2 separate regions of the Anas platyrhynchos genome follow, and region 1 is linked to region 2. A link is a contact called in public Hi-C data. All regions are on one chromosome and are shown on one strand. Each heading gives the region's core, a stretch centred on a gene start, on an enhancer-like site or on the middle of the called end of the contact. The rest is flanking DNA. Distances are from core to core; before and after follow the strand shown. Region 1 overlaps LOC106016697 (a long non-coding RNA gene). Region 2 overlaps LOC110352479 (a long non-coding RNA gene).

The links. A called contact is a pair of places that touch in the nucleus more often than the background predicts.
Region 1: a Hi-C map of skeletal muscle shows a contact between it and region 2, with 2.7 times the contacts expected there. The contact joins two enhancer-like sites. A contact is called at or near these places in 2 of 8 Hi-C or Micro-C datasets (liver and skeletal muscle).

Annotation. Positions count from the first base shown.
Region 1 is chr3:88,559,212-88,565,715 of IASCAAS_PekinDuck_T2T, forward strand. All of the region lies in intron 3 of LOC106016697 (a long non-coding RNA gene), which reads right to left. Among named protein-coding and RNA genes, the nearest start is that of CD109, 120 kb to the right of the region's middle. Within about 2 kb of position 2,805, at least 1 of the 8 cell types and tissues checked has an H3K27ac peak or open chromatin away from gene starts, as enhancers often do.
Region 2 is chr3:88,508,906-88,515,532 of IASCAAS_PekinDuck_T2T, forward strand. All of the region lies in intron 1 of LOC110352479 (a long non-coding RNA gene), which reads right to left. Among named protein-coding and RNA genes, the nearest start is that of CD109, 180 kb to the right of the region's middle. Within about 2 kb of position 1,751, at least 1 of the 8 cell types and tissues checked has an H3K27ac peak or open chromatin away from gene starts, as enhancers often do.

The DNA.
Region 1 (6,504 bases), core at 1,555-4,054, 51 kb after region 2:
TATTATTAATCATGAAATAAAAGTCATGTGAGTCTTGTTCTAATTATTATTTTTTCCAGTGGATAGAAATCTTAATTATGATAAAAGTTAGTTGTTTTTGTTTTTGTTTTTGTTTTTTAATTAATATAATATTTCTGTTCAAGAGACAAAAACAAATTCTCTAGACTTTACATTTATACATGCTGAAAATAAGTTCCTGGATTTGGGGCTACTCTGGATTTACATCTGTCTAACCGAGTGAAATGCAGTCCTTCAGTTAAAGACAAATGTTTAAGTCTTCTGTTATTGCCCAACTTAGATTCTGGTCAGTTTGTCAAATAAAAAATCACTTGGAAATTTTCATATGTTATTGCTTTCCTGTTTAACACACTCAAAATTTTTAGGCTCCTGAAGAAATTGAATAATAATCTTGAAAATTAGAAAATTCAGAGGTGTTGGTTTTTGTGTGTGCTTATGTGTAGACTTTACCATGCCAAAACATATCCTACTGAGACACAACTAATAGCTACATGGTGCAACTACAGTGTAATCAACATGATGGCTATATGCATCACAGGGTAATGTTTCTAATCAGAAATCTAAATTATAGTGCATATGTTTATGTTACCAACAGAGAAAGGGCTAGCATAAAAATACCTTTTGATGCACCACAGGTTGATAAGCTTCCCCAAGAGGGGTTAATGAGCCAGGCTTTAGTGGAGGTGGAGTGGAGCCCAGGAAAAAGTGAACCCCTCCCAACACTCATGTGTAGGAGTTCTGTATGGAAGACTATCCCAAAATAGCTAGGACACTTAGTTGGTAGCAAGAGAAATGCTGGCAGCCCTCCTGCCCCTCATGCATGTATCCCACAACCAAGTTGTCAGAGCTCTATCTTTTGCCAACCAAGAGGTGGCCTCTTCTTTCTAGCACATTAGTGACCCTATTAACAAAGCCTAGCTGGAGGCATGCTCCTCATGCTCAAGCTCCCACCAACACTGCAAGACTTCCCTGCCCTCAGCTCCCATCTCTGCCATTCGAGATTTAGACATGGCCCCTCAACTCACTCTGGAGCTGGGAAGTTTCTCGTTTCTTCAAAGGAGAACTGCTGTGAACTTCTCTAACACAGATGTTAGATAACCTCTGAAAGAGCTAAATTCAATTTGTCGAATGAGTGAATTGTGTGGTGAGTTATCTCACTATCCCACCCTTTACAACTGAGATGGATCAATCTGAATGCTGCCAAGTCTGTGATGGGACAGAATTACAGGGTCCCAAGCAAGCCTTTAGGATCTTTGGTAGAAGAGAGCTCTGGTCTATCTTTACTTGGCATCAGCTCAGTGATTCATAATGAAGCGATTCATAGCCTTTCTTTATAGTAGCAGGCTGGAAGAAATGCTGAAAAATTGAAGGTGCTGCTTTCACTGTCCCTGGAAACTGTCAACTTTATGAGTTGACCAGCACCGCTGAAATGGTGCCAATCTGTGGGGTTACAACCAGTAATTCTTTAATGCCTTCTCTTAAGAATTAGGAATTTGTTTACAAGAGACCAAGTAATCTACTCCATTACACAGTCCAGCCTCTATCAGTTATAATCTATAAATAAATCATGTACAGAAGTGTTTTTAGCTATCACACATAATGAACTCATTGAGATTTGCTGTGTCACCTTTGTCAGCCAGCATGCTGCACAGCAGGGGCTGGAGGAGAGTCTTGCATTGTCCTGACAGAGACAGCCCTGAGTATTTATGAACCTAAACATTGCACTGAAGCAGAGCTAGACTGCAGCACAGAAAGTACGCCCACAGAGCAAAATAAAACACCATGGCTAATGTGAAAGCAAGCAGCAATTATAAGACTTTTGTTCTGCTGAGGAAAAAAATGGAAAACAGACTTACTTTGGTAGCACACATAGTATAAATCCAAGAGAGCCCAAAAGAACGGCAAGATTGTAATCATTGCTTTTGCATGTGGTTTGTTACACAGGCCTACAACTACTATGTTTTACTGCTTAATATGCGGGTTTTTGATTAAACTTCTACTTATTTTCATTTGATTAAAACTTTGGAGTGGAAATGGTGTCCAAGCTAACCCAGGCGTACTTATTCTCCCCAAGCTATCACTTGCATATTCTGAACTCACACAAGTACACAGACAGCAATTTCATGCAAACAGTTTTAAAGTACGGGAATCAAGCTTAGTGCATTTTAATTGTCCTGGAATTACCATTAAATACACAGAGAACAGTTTACATCCCTCTGTCTTTCAACAACAAATTTAAAAACCTTTTAATGCTTAAACAATAGTTCTATAAAATTACTTTTAAATAATTTTATACCAGACACTTTACAGATCTTTTATGAAATTTAAATCTGGATTTTGTGTCCATCAGAGACAGGACACCAGATTCCTTCTGCAACTGCAGTTTCAGTTGTAATTCAGAACTGCTGATTCTCCTATAAATGACATCTCAAAATCAATATTTTCTAGCTTATGATACTAAAAAAAAAAAAAAAAAAAAAAAGTTCAAAGATAGTAAAGTAGATAGTAAAGTAGAGAAATGCTAATAAATATTGGAACTCTTTTACATTTTGCAAAATATGCTGTATTCCTTTCTAACCTAAGTCTTTGAAGTATTACCATTCTTCACAGTGGTAATGGGATTGGGTCAACACTGAATATTGTTAAATTCTTCATGTAGAACATTTAAATTCCAGTACTGATCAAGTTCGCTTTTCAGTTAATAATTTGCTAAGTACTGCCAGCCTACTGAAACTGTATCAGTTTGACTAAGAATGTAAGCTTATCAGTTTGACTAAGAATGTAAGCTAAGCAATCTGACACTAGTACTCAACATGAAAAGTTGTTTTGTCCTATAGCAGCATGACTTTGGCCATGTGCATGAAGCCAGTGCTATTGGATTTTACCTGTCAATGAAGACAGAAGAATCTTTTCATTAAGAAATCAAGGTTCACTAACATGATGTGACACAATGGGTCAGGGTTACCCTCTGTACTGGGTCTGGCTGGAATGTTAACTTTCCCGGCAGCAGCCCATACAGTGCCGTACTCTGTACTTGTAGCTGGAACAGCAGTGTTATCACACCAGTGTTGTGTCTACTGCTGAGCAGCAGTGGCACAGCATTGGGCCTTTCTCTAACCCTCCTAGGGGGTGGGCAAAACGTGAGAAGAGAAACATCACCAGGGCAGCTGACCTAAACCAATCAAAGGGATATTCCATTCCATGTGATGTCACACTCAGCAATAAAAGGTGGAAACAGGAAGAAGAGGGGAGGGGTGGGCTCTCGTTTGGAAGATGTCGGTCCTCCTCTCGAACACCGGCTGCGTGCGTTGAGGCCTTGCTTCAAGGACGTGGTCAATCATCGCTCATTTGTGGGAAGTAGAGAGTAATTTCTTTCCTCTGCACTTCCATATAGCTTTCATTTATTTTGTTTGTTTGTTTTCCTCCCTTCTTTTTATTTTTCCTTTTCCCCTCCCTTTTCCCCTTTCCCGTTTTATTTCCCCTTAGTTAAATTGTTTAGTTCATGGTAGTCTTTATTTAATTATTATAATTATTTCCCTTTAATTAAATTATCCTTATCTCAACCCATGAGTTGTTCTTTGCTTTACTTCTCCCCCTCCTCATCTAAAGGAGGGGGAGTGAGAGAGCGGTTGTGGGGTTTAGCTGCCCAGTACGGTAAAACAACCACACCCTTGACAAGATTTTGTAAATTTTTCACAAAGTACCATGGACGTGGACAATCTCCAGTACATATCCTTAAAAATTACATGGTGCAATCAGGACATCTCACAACTGGATGGTCTAACCTCTCAACAGTGTAGCTTTTCCAAGGTTGTCTGTGATAATGTAATGGAAGTACATGAAAGTAGAAGTGATATATCTGTAACAAAAGATAACTTGAAAGTGACAGCATGATGTAACATAGGAGAGTATCTGAAAAAAAAAGTGTCTCTAAATACTATGAGGTAGAAAAACAGACCACTTACACAGAAAATTTGCAAGATTTAAGTAGAGACAAAACAAGTGAACAGCTTAAGGCAGAAGAAAGAAAAATCTGTAACATAAAGCTGCAGTTTTATAGAATGGTTTCATAGAATGGTTTGGATTGGAAGGAAACTTAAAAATCATCTAGTTCCAACCTGCTTCCACTAGAGCAGGTTTCACAATGAAGAACAGAATCCCTGTTAAAAGTTCCTTCTTTTGGCAATACTGTTTTATTGACACTAATGCTATCAAACTTCACTTTTTTGAAAGTTTTCCCAACTTTCATTTTACTGAAATGTGAAAAAATCTTGAAAGCTGTTTGAACCAAGCCTACATCAGAAAATAAGCCCAGCATTACTGATTTTCTGTTTTTCTGTTTTTGTTTTTGGTTGTGGTTTTTTTTTTTTTTTTTTTTTTTTTTTACTTTCTTCAGTCCAGCTATGTGTCATGACATCAGCTGCAAAGCTAAAACAGAATTACCATTCTGAGGCTAAAGCCAAGCTAGATAAGATTTGTAATCAGTTTAGATGACTGGTATGTAACAATGTTGAGCCATCAATATAGAAATGTATAATGTGAATGCAGGTCATAGTATAAAGAACCCCCATGCTGAACTTTCTTCAAGTGTTTCATTCGGTGTTGTCCCACCAGTAACAAACAGATTGACTTAGCCTTCATGTTTTTACGTCGTTAGTTCATGCTGGTCAAACCCTGCTCAAGCAGAAGAGCAGTCAGAGAATCGCCTGCAGCAGTTTTGTGATGACATCCCCTGGGCTCCAGCACAAGTGAGGACTGCTACTTTCCATTTCCACGAGTAACAAGGGAGCTGGCACTGGAAACAGGAGAGTGATCCAGCAGTCTTTCTAACAGAAAAGTCCCCTGCATAAGGAGAAATATTCACCCACAATGCAGTTAGATACTCTTTGCTGCTCACTCATAAAACTTGCCTTGGGTAGATTTGAGAATTAGGCCTCAATCGTAGGCTCATTTTCCTATCTTGTGCATGATGAGGAATGGAACAGCATTACTTCCAGACAATTTTGTTGACAGTCTTGAAAAAATCTACATTGGTTTCTTAATGCATCTGAAACCATTTATGTGCCCTCCAAAGCTTTTACGCAACTGGACTGGAAAACTCTTAGCCTTCCCTACCATACAATTATTCCATAATTCTGTCCTTAGCTGTCTTCTCTGGAACTTCGTCAACAAAGAAAGCTGAGAATGTAAAACTGACAAAGAAATTTTTAGACACCTTTGACTGGGCTGTTTTAGCAATACAAAGGCTAAAGGATATGTGCCTTTCCACGCAAAGAGAAGAATGAAATCCCTCTCAAGAGTGCATCCCAAGAAATATTTAACCCATTTCTATTAACCACAGGCTTGGCTAATATGTGGGAGCCCAAATGTTATCTACAGCAAAACATCAATTTATAAAAGTCAAAAGTGGTTCTGATAGGTAAGAGAAAATATTTCTAGCAACTGAAGAAAATAAGAATAGTATAGAAGATGTAAGACCATTTTTAAAAAAAACACTTACCTAAGAGCATTCCATGAAATTCATAGAAATTATTTTTTCTAAACATGTAATTGTTTTTCTTTGTTACATCTACAAGGATTGCAAATGTATAATATCCAAAGTTGTTCTCAGGCTCTTAGTTCCTGCACCACAGTGGAATTTGGCTCCAGATTCAAATACCTAAATTCAGATGTCTACATATATGCATCCACGTGTGAGCCAGCTGTGTAAGCTTTCCACAGACAGCAGTGTTCTGGTCAGCTCAGACAGTGGAGCCTGTAGAGCTCTTCATCATGCCCCAAAATAAATATCAAGGTCCTAATTAATTTGCCTATATTTAGGCACTTACTGCCTTTTGTATAATGTCAGGGAGAGCATCCTGCTTTGCATTAATCTGCCACTCTACAAGGACCCAAGTCTTCCATAGCCGTGTTGTCCCATGGACATGCTATGTGGGTTTCTCATATACCACAAAGCACCTCATGCAGCAGTAGACACTTGATATTTATGCAATCAAAATAAGGTCTTAGTGCTTAGTCTCCAAGCTCTGTTGACTCCATAACAGAAACTCTTAGTACACGTAGAAGCACATAAATTTATGGATTTAGGTATCTGTAACTCAAACAAATCCTACTCTGAGAGATCAATCTTCTACAACACTGACAAAGCTTTTGATAAAATCTTTTACTTTTTTTTTTTTTTTAAAGATTATATTTTAATAACAGAAGTCAGTAAATTCCTAAATGCCATACTGGTAGAGTGGAAGCATCAGTATCATAACAACAATTTTTAGATATTCAATGTCCAAGAGAAACCACTGGATTTTGTTAGAAAATTTGGTTAGTTATTTTGTAATGATAGTATTCTAATTCTACCAAAACTATGCCATTTCAGAATATCGGGTCGGAACACTTAGGAAATGTCAGACTATAATTAAAAATGTTCTACACATGAGAACAGATGATGAATACATCATGTCTCAGTGGGCAAGCTATGCTTCTGACAGA
Region 2 (6,627 bases), core at 501-3,000:
ATAAACAGCCTCACGAGCTCTGGAGCAAAGGAGAGAGGGAATGGGGAAGCCTCTGGGTATTGGACAGCAGTAAACTTTTACTACAATCTTCCCAGCTATCAAATAGCCCTCCAGAAACAAAACCTCGGGAACCCCTATTTTAATACACTTTGCTCCTTCCAGAGGAAAAAGTTCACTGATTCAGGAAGCAGCACTCATGGGGGTGTTTCCTGCCAGAGAAAAACAAAGAGGAGCCAGCAGTGGGCGAGGAACTGCCTCTGTGCCGTTGCCTGAAATAAGTACATGTTTCCATGCTCGTGCTTACATCCCTCTGCCAGGGACTCTGCTGGCTGAGGCTAATGCACCTAGACGGAGAGGTCACATAGTACAGCCTTCCATCAGTTAGCCAAATGCATTTTACAGCATTTAAGCCCAGCTATTATTTAATATCTGCTGCCAGGAGCCACCTTGTCTGTGCTGACATCATCCAGTCAGTTTTTTTACACTTTCTTACAGAAACTATGACACACTCCAGCACGAATGGACACTTAATGCCAAGAAACAGACAGTATAACTCAGGCCCCCAGATGGGTTTGAATAATTTATTTCTCGTTCAAGCTTCATTTTTACAACTTTTGGAAGAATATTTTAGAGACCAAAACTTCCATATGCATATTTTCTTTTCACAAATCACTGAACTTTTGAGAACATATTAAATAATTCCAAGGTAAAAAATCAAATATTTCAGAACATGTTTCCATTATAGTACAATCAAAGTGTTTGATCATGATAGGCTTTCCTGCAGTAATTATCCTGTTTAAACACTATCCTGTCATATTTTTGTGACAGTGCCTTAGATATATAGTAAGAACCACATCAAAAATATTGTTAAGAACCAAAATCAATCCCATTCATACACTGGCAAAGAAATATATATATATATATTCCGGCAATTTACTATGACAATGCTTAAATCAAGGAAAACAGCTCAATAGCAGAAGCCAGTTGGGAATATAGCTTATTTTGTCAAAAGCTATATATAATTTTACCAGTAAGTCAGAGCCATCTGGAACCTGGAAAATTGCATAACAAAATTATGGCTGAGCTGATGATCTTAATTTTCCAAACAGGACATCAAAGATCCATTGCCACTTGGTACCATTCCACCTACTTCCTGAGAATAAATGCAGAGATATGCATCAATTAAACACTGCAAAATGCTGGTTACATCCTACACCCAAATTTTATTGAATTCTTCCATTTAATTTAACAGAAGGATTCATCATCATCATAGCACATAGACATGGGATAGACATGGGAGCTCAAGGAAAAAAAAAAAAAAAGCAAAAAAAAAAAAAAAAGCATATTTTCATGTCACAGCAGAAAACCAAGAAAGAAAGTTCAGAAGACTAGTTTTTTGGTTTTGTTCTTTTCTGGACTTCTTCTTCTGATTGTGATCTTCCAAACCCACAGATATCCAGGGAAAGATTCACATGGAACATGCTGGATTTTGGACCCACATCTAAGTAAGTTTACTGGGGTAGGAAGCTTCTCTGTTTTCAGTAAAAAACAAGAAACCTGCTGGGGGAGAAGCAGGTAGGGAAGAGGCAAGTCCAGGAATGGATCATGGGAAATAGAGGGGAAAAAAAAGCTTATGGGCAAACTTCCAGCTACCAATGGCAATATAAGAGCTAGCAGTAGCCTCTGGGTATGACAGACTACTCTGACCTGCCACAGCAGTATCAGTGGTATCTTCTCCTACCATTTATCATGCGTCTTTTCTTAGGAACTGCTTCCCACATCATTTTCTGAGTCAGCAACATAACCTTTCTGCTCCATATCATCCAACAAGAATGTAAAGGAGGAAAAGTGCCAGCAGCTGTACTGCTTTCCAGCTAGAGGGTAAAGGTCCTTTGAAAATGTGAATTTGTTTACACAGCAACACACAATTGTTGCCAAAAGTCCACACTGACTTCAGCGGAGCTGGATATGTTGTGTCGTAAATGCAGAGTATTTCTAAAGAAACATCATTTTCTTTCTGCATCATTTTCCTATCCTAACTCCATAGACCTTTAATTCAAAATAATTAAATGCATAAATGAATTTAAAAAACAACAGTGGCAACAACAAACGAATAACTCTCCAAACCAGAAGGCATTATTTAGTGATAATATAAATAATAATCTGAGGCAAGGATGGACTTTCATGCCTCTTTTGCAATTGCTAGCCTCAACAAAACTGAATTTTCTTTCTTCATGTCTGAAATTGACCCTGGATTTCTAATAATTCAAAACCAGAGAGTCTCTTTAAAATTCAGATCTCATTTTGTTTAAAAATCATTTATTATAACAGTTTCACACATATTGTTTCTTCTCCTATGCTGGACAAAGACTAGAAAACATTGTCAAGTGTTTTCAGTTAACTATTTTTTTATAATGAAGTCATAATTTTAATGATTTTATAAACTGGATGCTAGTAGTAATTTTCCTCTCTTCATATATGTTTGGATGTGTAAGTAAGTAATGTTTTTTCCTGTGTTGTGGTTCTATTTGTCATAAATGGAAGGAGTGATTTTTCCTGCCCAAGAAAATGTCTATATCTGGGTCAGGATTTTAATGAATTTGTACATTCTTTATAAAAGTTTTGCAAAATTAATAAAACTAACTTTTCCAAAAGGTCATAAGACCATTTTTATTGCAAATACAAACAGTTATTTTTCACTAACTGCCAAGCTTTGTTACTGCAAGTAACTCCTCTCAGAAGAGGGAAAAAAGGGAGAATTAATAGGCCTCCAAAACAATAAAGTGGATATCTGAAATCTAATGACAAGAGTTCTCGTACCTTTGTCAGGGTTATCTGCTCAAAAACCTAGTGACCTAGATTTTTATTCATGAGGTCAATGTCTATAGCGCTGTTTTATTTTATGCTAAAGTTCCAACATCAGGTCCAAGTCTTGCTGTCCAGGTCCAAGTCTTGCTGTATACCCTTTTTTATCTTCAGTAGACAGAAACTGGCATTGTCAGAAAGCAATTTATTTCATTGTCATAGACACCTACTTTAGAGAACAAAAATCACCTTTCTTTGGTGCTTCTTATCTCTGTCCAATGGCTGCACAGGCACCTAAGGACAACCAGATTGAACCCGAGCAATGGGCTTCTTAAAACCCAGGGTTAGGTGGTAAGATTCCCATTGTATGCCTTTTATGCCAGTTTCTCCATACTGGAGGTAGATAATCCCCATGCAGTGTTAGGTTAGGTTGAAGCTTTTCTACTACTTTGCTCAGAAAGACTGAAACGGAGAGTGAAGCCGTATTGATATAGCATGGCTATCACAAAAGCCTCAAGAGAATGAAGGGAAGTCATCACTGCTACAGCATGGTGATATCTTCAGTGTCACAAATGGTTTCAGCTGGAGATTTGACCTGTTAAATAGCAATGATTTAGTGTTGCTTCTCTTGGCACCAGCTCCGTCTTCTGGACAAGGACATGACAACAGGCCAGCAGTTCAAGTAAGGTGATCTTCCCCCTCTACTCAGCCCTGGTGAGGCTGCATCTGGGATACTGTCTCCAGTTCTCAGCTCCTCTCTACAAGAGAGACATGGAGCTCTTGGAGAGAGTTCAGAAAAGGGTTATGAAGATGATTAGGGGACTGGAGCAGTAAAAACAATGTCTTAGCTCCCCCAGCTCTGTCACTCTTTGTTGTAGGCACCAAAACTGACCATATGACTGGCTGCAAGGAAATCATACCTCTAGATAACTGCCAAGATCTGACAAAATGTTTACCATAAGATCTAGCCTAAACAATGAAAGGTATTTACATTCTTGCCTTATGCAAAAGAAGCATATACAAATACTGTAAATTGCAATTTATATTGTATTACCCTGAGTTGTATTTTATTATCCTTTGCATAGTGCACGTGTTTACGTGCACATAGAGAAGATAAAAACTGAAGAGAGAGATAGTGAGAGAGCAAAACACAGCCTGTTAGAGTGGTGATAATCTGTGGAATCCATTGCTTAAAGTTATTAGAGATTCCGAATCTGTTTCTCGTTTGAAGTCTTATTTGAAGTTTAATGTTTTGGATATACACTTTTCTAAATATATGTCTGTTTGTACTTGCTTCCAAGGTTACCTGTATTTTATTTTTAAAAATAGATTAACATTAAATATTTGCAGTCTGATCTAAAAGTCACTGAAATTAATGGAAAACCTCTCAATTACTTCATTGGTTTTTGAATCACATCTTTAGAGAAGTTTCTCCTTACAACCTGTGTTTCTTAGGCCCTTATGGAGAGTGATATTAGTGCACTCAGAATAATTTGTGGTAGCTGCATATCTGATTCTATGTCAGGTACACTGAGTTTTTCCAAAATCTGAATCATTGTAATTGCTTTATGAGCATTTCAGCTATACAATATTTTGCAAAACACAAGTGTTAACCAATAGATACAAAATTCACCAAGAAAGACTACGTTCCAAACTGTAAGGTAACCTTGTGGATACCCCATTGAATTGATTACTGCAGCTTAACAGGGCTATCTTTTCACCTGTGGAAGAACGTAGAGAATGAACTAACAACCTGTCCCAATTACCAATATAGATATAACTTTGGTTGCTCTGTAGCTTTGATTTCACCAGTAATGCTATATTGAAACTACTCTTACAGTATGTATATCTGTGTGGTAGAAAGAAAAAGGCAAAAACAAAAGAATTGCATTTTATCTTTAATCTTGACAGTTCAAAAATCTACATTAAATTTTCATCTCTTTTAAAATGTGATAGTGCGTGCTGTTCTTTTTCTAAAGACAAATACCTGGAACTTTGATAGGCAGCTTAGCTGTTCATACAACTTAAGAGCAATGACATAAAGAACACTGATTTGCATTTTTTAATTTCATAAACAAAAGCATTCTGGAGGACTTTACATTGATTCAGGTCTTTTCTGTACTTATATACCACAAGTGTAAAAAAAAAAAAAAAAAAAAATAGTAAGAAAAAATGTCTTTTTGTGTCAAGAATCTTGTCCTTCTCCATCTTTACAAAACTTAGCAAAAATTTAGAATAATAATTGAAATCATAATTACAATGTTAGAGAAAAGAAAAAGAGCAATAAATCCACTGAAATTATACAAGACTGTACCACACATACATTAGCTCTCTTCCTGCCAAAAGAGCTCTGAGCATATGTACTGTTCACCTAAATATAAAACAGTAAAAATCAGATCACTGAGCCAGAGAAATAATGTTATGTGCTTTACGTGAGAGTCTTTAAAATAGTCGTACTTTTGCACAACACCAAAAAAAAAAAAAAAAAAAAAAAAAAAAAAAAAAAAACTGAACAGTCTTCAAGCTTTGAGTTATGTTGAAATATGGCTAACAACGGGGAACTGCTATAATGGCAAAAATATTTTATTTCTACTTTAGGCTCATTAATGTAGAAAATGTCTCATTTTTACAACCCGTATTTTAAATCTTTGACAATTATACAAGCAAAGTCATTTTCCTGAAAATGAAAAACCATGGACTATGCAAGAGGATAACCTTTTGAAAGGGCAGAGTTTCAATTCCTCAGCAAAATATTTGATTCACAGCACCATAACAGTTGACAGAGTTTATCATTAAAGTGGCTATTCTATGTGAACCCTGCCAAAATCAATCGTGCTTAAAAAATAGAACATTCCACAAGTTAACTCCTTTGCTTTAAAGGCTTGATCAAAAATCAATTAAGAGCAAAGAAATGTTTCACCTTGATCAGTACCAGAAGCGGCTGAAGTTTTGGGGTCATATTTTGCAGACTTCATTTTTTTTTTTTATCACTAGATGAAAGCAGACTGAGGGAAATTGAAAAAATATATAGTCTTAATTGCAAGAGGTTCTTCCAGTTTCACTCTGTGGTCAGTGCTAGCTCAGCAGTGACTTGCCCATATGTCACATCCCTCAGGTATATGGCAGGAAACTCAGTCATGTTGAAGCTGAAGTTGGCAGGAGGGATGTACTGTTTTGCTGGGAGTGCCTTTAGAAGTGCTTTTAGAAGTGGCAGGGGAATGGGAGTAGAGGCAGTCACAAAATCAGGGACATTAATACTTGGTTGAGCCAAACAGTTCGCAAGATCTGAACATCACAAAAGGCTCTGGGAGGATGATGCTTGAAGCACTCACTATGAATATATGAAAAAACTCAATATGTGGGGTCTGGAGCCACCACCTGACTGAATACTGAAGGAGTAATGAAGGTAGATGGGGGTCTCTTAACATATGCATGACAAGTCCAGGAAGACACAGGCATTGATGTGCAAGACATTTAGGACTCAGTCAGGTGAATTCATGGTGAGTTCAGGCAAAGAGCAAAAATTCAGGACTTCTAAGGAATCCAAAGATCCCTTTGGCTGTGTATTTAAATGCCTCCACAGCACCAGGCACCACTGCTGCTGGCATCATGCAGGAGGACCTGCCTACTATGTAGTCAGAGTAACCAAGAAAAATGCATTTAGCCCATACATGAAACAGATTCACCACCACTTTCCTGTACTGTAGAGTGCAGTATTTTTTGAGAGAAACTGTCCAGAACAGTATTTTTTTTTCTTCTTCTTCTCTTGTTATAATTGATTGTAGGTAAAGAGTTGAAACAAAGAAGTATGAACAAACAATT